Regions from separate parts of the Mus musculus genome. Here region 2 is linked to region 1. A link is a contact called in public HiChIP or PLAC-seq data. All regions are on one chromosome and are shown on one strand. Each heading gives the region's core, a stretch centred on a gene start, on an enhancer-like site or on the middle of the called end of the contact. The rest is flanking DNA. Distances are from core to core; before and after follow the strand shown.

Region 1 (4,865 bases), core at 684-3,183:
CAGAGGCTGAGGGAGGCACTTGGGGAGGTTGTCTTGGTGGGGATCCATTTACCTAGCACACCAAGGCATGCTATTGGAGCAGAAGAAAGCAAAGATAGATTTTTGTCAGCCAGCTAGTGTCTTCCCTACATGGCTGCATTTTATCATCAAGCCAGTCTTTTCCATAGATGGCTGTCTGTCTCCCTCAGCTTCCACTATATGATAAGCTCTCTCTCTCGGAGTTTTGTGATTTAAAAATAATAACTGCCATTTTTTATAACTCATTCTTGCGTGAAACTTTTCTCCTCTGGGAAGGTTTTGGCTTTGTCGTAGTTTTAGGTTAGGGGTAAAGCTGAGTGGTGCATAGAAGCTTCCTAACATCTGAGTTCAGGACGCGCCACTTTCTGTTCATGTCCAGCACCTCGGGGGTGGGTTTGTCCAGTGCAGTCTGTTTAGCACAGCATTGTTGGCCAATGTCCTCAGCTCACATCAGAGCTCCAACCGGGGTAGTACATACTTTGTTGATTTGAAAAGTGTGTACTGACATACGTCCATAATTAGAGTATGACACAGCAGTTCGTCCCCTCAAAAGGCTCTGTCCTGCCAGCTTGTCTTTCTTCTTACCCACAAACCCCTGGTCCTTTTTACTGTCACAATGTTCTGCTTTTCCTAGAATGTTGTATAGCTGGAGTTTTGTGGTCTATACCTTTTTAGCATGGCTTCTTTCCTCTAGGGAGAAGCATCGAGGGGGCTGCGATGTGTTTTTCATAGCTCATCAGCTCATCTTTCTCTCCCGCCTTGTCTTCCCTTCTCTTGGAGACAGGTCACACATAGGGTTAGGCTGTCTTTGAATTTTTTATGTAGCTGAGGCTGACCTTGAACTTGTGATGTTTATGCTTCCACCTCCTGAGTGTTGGGATCGGATGAGGGCTACCACTTCCAGTTAATGCAGTGCTGGGGATTGAGCCTGGGTGTTTGTGTGTGTTAGGTTACAATTCTGAGCGAGGGGCAGTATCCTGCTGACTGCACACACTGCATTCGAGTCATCCATCCACCACTGAAGGCATTGTAGCCACTTCCAAGTGTTGGCAGCTGCATGCAAAGCCTGTAGAAACAGTTGTGTGCAGGCTTTTATACGACAGCTTTTTACCTTACCTGTGTACTAAGCAATGTCATTGCTGGGTCCTGTGGCACGTGTTTTATTTTTGTAAAGAACTGCCCAGCTGTTCAGCTTTGCATCGTGTGACTCAGGGGAGGTGGGAGCACTTACCCAGACAGGAGAAAAAAAATAATCCTTACCATGCATCACCCAGAGTTTTTTCTTTGTTTTTGGACAAAGTCTCACTGTATAGCACAAACTGGCTTCAAATCCATGGTAATCTTCCGGCTTCATCTCTATGCTACACCATGCCTGGCCTACCATGCGTCTGAAGGCTTGCTTAATGAGCCTTGAGTTAATGCCTTTCCCTAAAAGAGGCCATCTGTGTTTGTGGCTGTGTCAGTGTAATGTAAGACGTTCTGAAGACGAGAGTCACCAGTTGTCACTAGCAACAACTGTTGGTGGCAGGCAGACACTGTGGAAGCGCCTGTCTTCTGACTGTTCCCTGCTTGCTGTTCATGCGTAGGCTTTCTGGTTCTTGTGTCCACTTTGAGGGTTTGTGGTGTTCTGGGAATCTGTCTGTTTTGTGGAGTGCTTCGGTGCAGCGTATCTCGCTGTGTGATTTTATGTTTGTGTCTCCTTTATCTTTCCCATCTCTGAGAATTAAACAGTTTTACTTCTACTGTTCTCCCTCATTCCTGGCCCCGCCCCTCACCTTACTGTATATTTATTTCTGTCTCTCTTTCCCTACCTCTCTTGTTCCATTTTCCCACACGCCCCTCGACAGTGTCTTTTCCTTTCTTTGATCAGCTGTGCCGGAGCGCCTGTGAATCTCAGCTTTCGGCTTTGTTAGAGCACTCCGTTGTTCTGTCACGCTTCCCAGCTCATCGATGTCTGAACGGATCATTTCTGTCTTTGTTGTTCCTCGGGCTTGGGTAGTTCCTTTTTGTACCAGCTTCATGGGTTGAAGTGTTAGCTCATTCGTTTCCTAAGCAATGTGTTTGTATCATTGCGCTGTATCTGACTGACTTTTCTCAGGATTCCAGAATGGAAATTGTAAACTGGAACTATACTGATGTATTTCAGGTTTCAAAAAAATTATTGGCTGGTGCAAGGCCCCAGGGGTTAAAAGTTTTTGTTGCTCTATCATAAGACCCTGCTTTGGTTCCTAGCAACCGTATCTGGTGCCCTGCAACTGTCTGTAACTCCAGTTCCAGGGATCCAAAGACCTCTTCTGGCCTTCAAGGGCACCTGCATGCTCATGGTACACATAAACTCATGTAGTTACACACACACACACACACACACTCTAAAAAATATATATATATATTTTGTCTGTTTGAACCAGGGTCTTGTGCAGCCCTGAATGGCCCCAAACTTGCTATGTACGGCTTGGAGCTCCCCATCTTCCAGTTGTCACCTCCCTAGTGCTGGATGACAGATACGTTTCACCATGCCTAGTTTCTCTTTCTTTTTCTGGGGACTGAGCCCAGGGCTTGATATGGACTGAGCCAACCAAATGATACACAAATACCAAATGAGTACCAAGTGAGTATACCAAGTGAGACACACCTCCGTCTGGTTTTTGTGGTTTTGAGACAGGGTTCTTCTATATAGCCCAGGATGACCTTGAACTGCAGACCATCCTCATGAGTTCAGTGGCAAAATAAACAAATACATAAATAAATAATTCATTTTTAAAAAGCTGAAGGTTTGTAATCTTAGGTGGGGGTTAGGGGTGGGGGTGGTGTGAGGGACTGAGGTGGAGGGTGGAGGAGTCGGGTAGGTGGGTGGAGATATAGACAGGCAGATACCCAGGGATTGCTGGTCCACTAGTCTAACCTGTTTGACAAGTTCCAGTCCAGTGAGAGACCTTGTTTCAAAACATAAGGTGGACAGTGTCCCTGAGGGACATCAACCAAGGTTGTCCTCTGATCTCTACATACAAATATATACACTCTCGTGTACACACACACACACACACACACACACACACACACGCACACACGCACAAAGACATAAAAAAAAAACACTACCAATAATGAGTGTTGGGTTGTGTTCCCTTGCAGTACCTCATCAGACGAGAGATGATTTTCTCTTTTTGACCTGCTAATGATATTTTTATTTTAAGGGAATAAAGTTTTCAGGAGCAACCACAGTGACTTCTGCTGTGTACCTTCCCTGGCCATGGTATTTTATCAACCTCTTTTCTCTGAATTGAAAAGACAATCAGTTTCTGAGTGTGCCTGGTCAGACCTCGGTTTTATCCTTGGAGATTCCAACATGGCACCGAGACTCTTTCGTATACCATGGGCCCCTTCCTTTCTTGTAAACCATGTAACTGGTGCCTGAAGTCTCTGTCGCTTGCTTTCACTCTCTTGCAAGCTTGTGGCTACCCAAGTTCCCTTCGAAGCAAGATTCCTCGAAAAGTTCCCAAGTGTTTCTGGGCTATTAGCATATTTACCTTTGTCTTTTTAAGGCAGTGTGATGATAATATTTTTCAAGGTTCCTGAGCTTTTCGGATGTGTCGACCACACTCCAGAGTCAAATACTGCATGTACCTTATGTCCCTGTCTTAAGAAATTGTTCAGATTTATCCATTTAGCAGATTTATTTTCTTTCTCAAAGAACAAAGTTTGGCAGCTTTTCTGTTTTCTGTGATAATCACTTTCTAATGAAAGTAGCCATGTGGGATCCTGCTGACCCAATAGTCTGCAAGCATGCCTTTCTGCAGAAGTTGCCTGTTACTGACATTTGCATAAATGGACTTCTGCCTTCTGTAGATTTGAGGTTTCAGGTCACCTACTTCCCCTTCTTTAGCTGTCAGTGAACTGTTGCTAATGTCTTTGTAAACGAGTGCTAACACCCGGGGATCTAAAAACAGCTTTCCTGGTGCAGAGTTTCTGTCTGACTTGCCACCTCTCATTTCTTTGTTATTATGTAGCAGTTGTCTCCAGAGTAGGATACAGCTGTAGCGAACACGCTTGCCCCACGCTTTCACTTTCCCCTGTTAGCCCTGCAGGCACAGCCATTAATAATCTGGGTCTATGAGAGCATGACACAGCAGCGGTTGTAATAATGAGAGCTTGACACAGCAGCAGTTGTTAAGTGGGCCTTTTCCTTTACATGGTTCATGCAATGCATCAACCTCTCACAGGACAAGGGCTGGGTGAAAAGGCAAGTACTAACTGTTGCAATTGAGGATTTGTTTGCAAGTGGGTTGGTGACTTTAGAGAGCTTATTCTACCATGTGGGTGGGGGAGGCAAGGGATCCTGTCCTTGAACAGGTGGCCTTGCCTAGGGAGCTTGCTGAGGGTGAGAGGGGCCACTGAGGGGACTTTGGTGATAGGACTTGAGTGCCTCGCTCTGCAGGTTGCCAAGGATTGAATCTGTCTCCCAGTGTCCTTACATCAAAGCTTCCAGTGTGTCAGATGGCACTTGACCAAGTCCTTGTCACTCACAAAACTACTGAGTCACTGCCTTCCTCCAGGGATACCAGATCTCTTAGCCCAGCCCCTTTCAGGCTTGCTTTGTTATTGCCTTCTGTGTTGGTTATTGTCCTTACAGAACTTTTCACCAATCACAGCAACGTGGTGGTTGAGAAAACAGGCAATGATGTGGAGTGTCTTCCTCATTCCCTACCTGCTTTATTGCTTTGAGACAGGGTCTCTCACTGATTAGTCTAAGCTAGCTGCTCTGCAGCCTTGGAGATTCTCCAGTTTCCACCTCTCCGGGACTGGGTTTATAGATGTGTGCTGCTGTACTAGGCTTTTCCTGTTTGTCCTGG
Region 2 (5,038 bases), core at 340-2,839, 280 kb before region 1:
CTTCACGGTTGAGACATTTCTCCAGTCTCACCCATCCCCCTTTTTTATTTTTTATTTTTTGAGACAGGCTTTTTCATTGATCTTGGAGTTCATCAGTTAGTCTACACTGGCTTAACAATGAACTTCAAGGATCTGCCTATCTCAGTTCTACAGAGTTAGGATAACAAGCATGCTACTTAAAAAAAAAAAAAGGTGTGGATTGAGCTCAAGCTCTCATGCTTGTGCAACAAGCACTTTATCAACTGATCCATCTCCTCTACCCCTGCAGCCAGTTCTCTATATGATGCCTAGATCAACAGATATTCACTGGACTAGTCAAAACATTAAAGAACAGGGTCAGGGAAAAGTCTCAGAAGGTAAAGATGTTTGCTACCAAGCCTGGCTGACAACCTGATTTTGATCCCTGGAGGTCATATGGTGATGAGAACAAACTTCTGCAAACTGTCTTTTAACCTTCACACGAAGGTCCTGCCCCAATAAATAAGCAAATGTAGAAAAAAAATGTTAAAGAATCGATGCCTATTGAGCATCAATCGACTGAGGGAGAAGTTATATAAAAGCAATGAAAGGCAGTTTCTGCTCTAGATTACAGTCCAACCTCACATAATAAGTGGAAAATATTTTCTTCTTTGTTTCTGTCCTTAATATAGCCACCTGTTCTAGGAGTGACCATCTTCTCCACAAGGAAGAATCACTAATCCCCTATCCTTCTAGGCTCCTCCATCCGGCCTTTAAAGTACCCAAACGAAGCGGGATAAACAGTGGAGAGGGGCTGATTAGGTAGCTAGTTTGCTCGGGGTTGGCTTTTGGGTGTTCACATGCTCAAGGGCTTGCAAACTTAAAAATGGGTACATGACATGCATTTCAGGCCCTTTGTCAAGACGTCTGTGCAACACCTACAATTGTGTGGCTTCAAATGTGTGCTTGCAATGCATAGACAAATGGGGAACTCGTTCCTCCAAGGAGGCATCAGGCTCCTGTGGAGTTGGGTCACATTAGAAATGAGGCTGAAGAGAGAGAGGGAAGGAGGGAGAGACAGAGACTATCCTCACGATCCCTCTTTCTGGTTTGCTGTGCCACGAAGCTGTCTCTACTGGCTGGCTGAAATCTGAGGTGAGTGTTCAGGCAAACCAAACCAAACTGAATAGATCTTCGCTGAGAGGGAATCTGGCACCTCCTGGGTGCGGAGACCTGTCCGTGGTCCTGACCGCTTGTCCAGCCGCTCTGGAAGCCTGGTGAAGGCTGGCTGCTGAGGCTGCTCTCTGCTCTGTCTGCACCTGTTGGGAACGCCCGCCTGAGACCCTGCACTGGCTGGGGGAGAGGGGGTTGGGGGAGGTGAGGGCGTGGCCAGCAAGAGGCGGGCGTGGCGGGTCAGGGTGGTAGGCGGGGTTGTGGATATTTCGGGGGCGGGGCCTGGGAAGGTAGATGGGAATGGGTTAAGTCGAGGTTGTGGGCCAAACTATAGTTGTTGCGAGGGGCGGGGCCTAGAGGGGCCGGGGGCGGGGCGGTGTCACGTGCCGACGGTGCGCGACCGTGGAAGGTTCCGCTTCCTGCGCCGCCTGCTCCGGAGCTTCGACCCCACCCCGCCGCCCCGCCCCAGCTCCTGGAGGCCCAGCTGCCTGGCCCCGGGGCGTTCCCGCCCCTCTGGCCCGAGGCCTAAGAAGAGCAAGCTCCAGCACTTACCCCCGCTCTCCCTGCGTGGTTGGTGCGGTCCATGGCGAGCGCATCATGGCGATCGAAGGTAAGTGGAAGGCAAGCGATGCGCGGAGAAGACGCCCCGCGAGCGAGCGCAGGGCCCAGGAGGCCGAGGTGCGGGTTGCGGGTCCGGACTGTAAGGGAAGCTAATGCGGGACACCGGCCTAGGCGCGGCGTGCGGCCCTCGCGAGCACTGGCCTACACACTTTGGGCGCTGAGGTACCGAGTGAGATGCTCAGGCACTAAGGCTCTGAAGTACTGAGTGAGATGCTCAGGTACTAAGGCTCTGAAGTACTGAGTGAGATGCTCAGGTACTAAGGCGCTGAGGTACTTAGACGCCAACTCGCTCAGTCTCTGAGGTGATAATGAGGCGCTGAGGTTCTGAGGCACAGAGGAGACTTAGGTACTTAGACACTGAGGTGCTGAGTCTCTGAGGTAAATGAGGCGCTGAGGTTCTGAGGCACTGAGGAGACTCAGTTACTAAGGCGCTGAGGTACTGAGTGAGATGCTCAGGTACTAGGGCGCTGAGATACCGAGATGCTGAGGTGAATGAGGCTCTGAGGTATTGAGAAGCGCCGTGCTGTTCGGCAGCGGGAGGCTGCCCTTGTGGGATCCGCTCATCCTGCTGCTCCTGTCGGGCTTTCTGGGCCGATGATAACCACGCTGTCCCCTTCGGTTGACGGGTATAGGGGGGCCAGGACATCTTCGTGAGGTCAACCCTCTTATCTGACCCTCACAATTGCTTTTTTCCGGGGAGAGGCAAATGCCTATTTATGACAAACGCACCCAGAAGATTGGCAACAGAAATGTTTCACAAGTAGCTTGATTCGAATTGGGTAAGGTAAGTGGTACCGATGTGTATTTTCCTCTTATTCTGAGAGCATGGAGTTGGAGTGGAGTGGAATTTGCCTTGCTTTTAAGGAGCATATTGTGCAGTTAGTATCACACAGGTGTGATGCTTACAGCATCTTGTTTTCCATTTTAGATGAGCTCAGTACAAAAAAAAGGATTTCCAAAACTTCCCTGCGTGACCTGTACAGAGTACCTGTAGCTGAATCATTACTTGCCTACATTTAATGTGTTCCCCCTCGCACAGTAATTCCCTTAGGTGACTGGTCTCTGTTAGTATACACGCCTGGGGGCTTCTTTAGGATCCAGCCACCAAACTCCAGAATTAACTCAGCTGTGTGTTTCATGTTTACTTCAATTTAGAGATTAAGTACGGGACACATTGACATGATTTGCTAAGATGATGGAGAATAAAATCTACCTGTAATCGTTGATGTTCAGAACAGCATGTTCAACCCTTATTCTTCTCAGTACTGTTTATTAGAGCTGGAATTAGGGAGTGAAATTCACTGGTTGACGTAGAATGCTTTATTTTGTCAACAACTTTGTGGAAGGATTTCTTGTAAAGTCATACAAATATAATTTTAAGCAGATGATGAAGGATTAACCCAGTTAGGATTCAAATATGATCTCATAATTTGTAATTTCTTATTGTCCAAGTTTTCTTTAGGCATACATACCTTCTCCTGGCAGCCAAATGTTAGAGCATTTTGCTCAGTGTTTTGTATCTTTAAATAATTGGGTTTTCTAAAGATTCTCTGTATGCTTTTTGTTTTCTTTTGTTTTGTTTTAGTTTTGATAGCATGGTACATGCCAGGAAGTACCACTGAACTATACCCCCAGCTTATTATTATACCTATAGATTTTTTAAAAAGGTTTTCAAGATACAAATATCAACACTTAGGCTTTCTCTGGTTTGCCAAGGAAAATGTAGTTAATATATTTCAAATAAAGGTTAAGTCAGTCTAACTATGCTTCTTAGCACTTACTAAAATAGATTCTGTTTATATATACCATCCCTACTTTCCTCACCTTTGAGTAGAATCTTAATTACTCAGTGTGGTAATACCATAAGCCAATGTTTCTTTGAAGACCTGCTTGGTGGTCATAACGCTAATTGATAAAGAATGACATAGTTACTTAGTAGAAATAATTTATATACAGTTCATTCACCTTTTAACTCAATGAACATTTGTTGTATATCAGGAATAGACAATATTCTGAAATAGACTTTGTGGGATCCTCTCTGTTAGAATTTATGTTTTGGTGGAACAGATAATTGTGAGCATGGTTGCAGTATAGTGTATACACCAAGAAATAGGCCATGCATGCTTCCTTTGTGTAAAAACATTCAGTGGTGCTGACTTCAAACTTAATTTTGAGATAATAAATGTTATACCCTTAAGGTCTTTATATTTGGGATGAAGTTCTGTATTGTCAAATCTGCTATTCAGCAACTTTACTCTAACTCCATCCTATTTTTCTTTTCTAAAACAATAATTTAAATACAGTCTGTGTGTGTGTGTGTGTGTGTAAGATCTCTTCCATTTGAAGACAACAACCATATGCTCCTTTGCTTTAAAAATTGAAATATAGTGATGGACAATTTTATTCCACTTGTATATTGAAGCTGTTATAACCTTGCGTAATTTTATAAATGTAGCTTACTATTAGAATGACCTTTTTTCTGTAACTTCTTGTGGGTTCAAATGAGATTGTATTCAACCAAAAACTATACACTGTTTTACTTGGATTACTCGCTCTCTAGCTATGTCTGCAGTCCTTTGCAAAACTAATTGTGTTGTGAATTGAGAATAGGTCTTTGTAGTAGTTTGGCATATTTTTAGTTGCTCTGTTCAATGGTTTAGGCTTGAGTTTAGTACCAACAATTTACTTTCTGTCCGACCTTCCTTCCTTTCTTCCTTTCTTTCTTCCTTCCTTCCTTCCTTCCTTCCTTCCTTCCTTCCTTTCTTTCTTTCTTTCCTTCCTTCCTTCCTTCCTTCCTTCCTTCCTTCCTTCCTTTCTTCCTCCTTCCCTTCTTCCCTACCTCCCTTCTCTCCTCCCTCTTTCTTTCTCTCTCTCTTCCTCCCTCCTTCCTTTTCCCCCCCTCTCTCTCTCCTCTCTTTCCTTCCCTTTCTCTCTCTCTCTCTCTCTCTCTCTCTCTCTCTCTCTCTCTTTCTCTCGCTTTCTTCCTTCCTTTCTCTCTCTCTCTCTCTCTCTCTCTCTCTCTCTCTCTCTCTCTCTTTCTTTCTTTCTTTCTTTCTTTCTTTCTTTCTGTTTTTCAAGACATTTCTTTGTGTAATAACCCTGGCTGTCCTGGAACTTAGTTTATAGACCAGGGTGTTTTCAGACTCACAGAAATCCACTTTTTGTTTCCTGAGTTCTGGGGTCAAAAATGTGGGCCGCCACCACCTAGCCTCACTTACATTTCTAAATAGTAGGTAGATATCCTCACTTGGATGTACTATAGCAATCCAAATGTACACCTTATAAC

Evidence for each region. HiChIP or PLAC-seq counts read pairs in DNA pulled down with a chosen protein or histone mark.
Region 2: a contact with region 1 is called in an H3K4me3 HiChIP or PLAC-seq map of embryonic forebrain, with 4 times the contacts expected there. The contact joins the promoter of Syt14 here to the enhancer-like site in region 1. A contact is called at or near these places in 6 of 39 promoter capture datasets (cranial neural crest, embryonic stem cells, frontonasal cranial neural crest and 1 more), 4 of 484 Hi-C or Micro-C datasets (embryonic stem cells and nephron progenitors) and 9 of 115 datasets of contacts at active chromatin or transcription factors (embryonic forebrain, embryonic stem cells, epiblast stem cells and 1 more).

The regions. Positions count from the first base shown.
Region 1 is chr1:192,752,494-192,757,358 of GRCm38.p6, reverse strand. All of the region lies in intron 2 of Hhat (hedgehog acyltransferase), which reads left to right. Among named protein-coding and RNA genes, the nearest start is that of Gm22265, 9.4 kb to the right of the region's middle. Within about 2 kb of position 1,933, at least 56 of the 459 cell types and tissues checked have an H3K27ac peak or open chromatin away from gene starts, as enhancers often do. A contact at or near this core is called in embryonic forebrain and nephron progenitors, where this site is marked.
Region 2 is chr1:193,032,326-193,037,363 of GRCm38.p6, reverse strand. It overlaps Syt14 (synaptotagmin XIV), which reads left to right and starts at 1,589. Exons shown (of 8, transcript NM_181546.3): 1 at 1,589-1,741. The coding sequence starts at 1,729.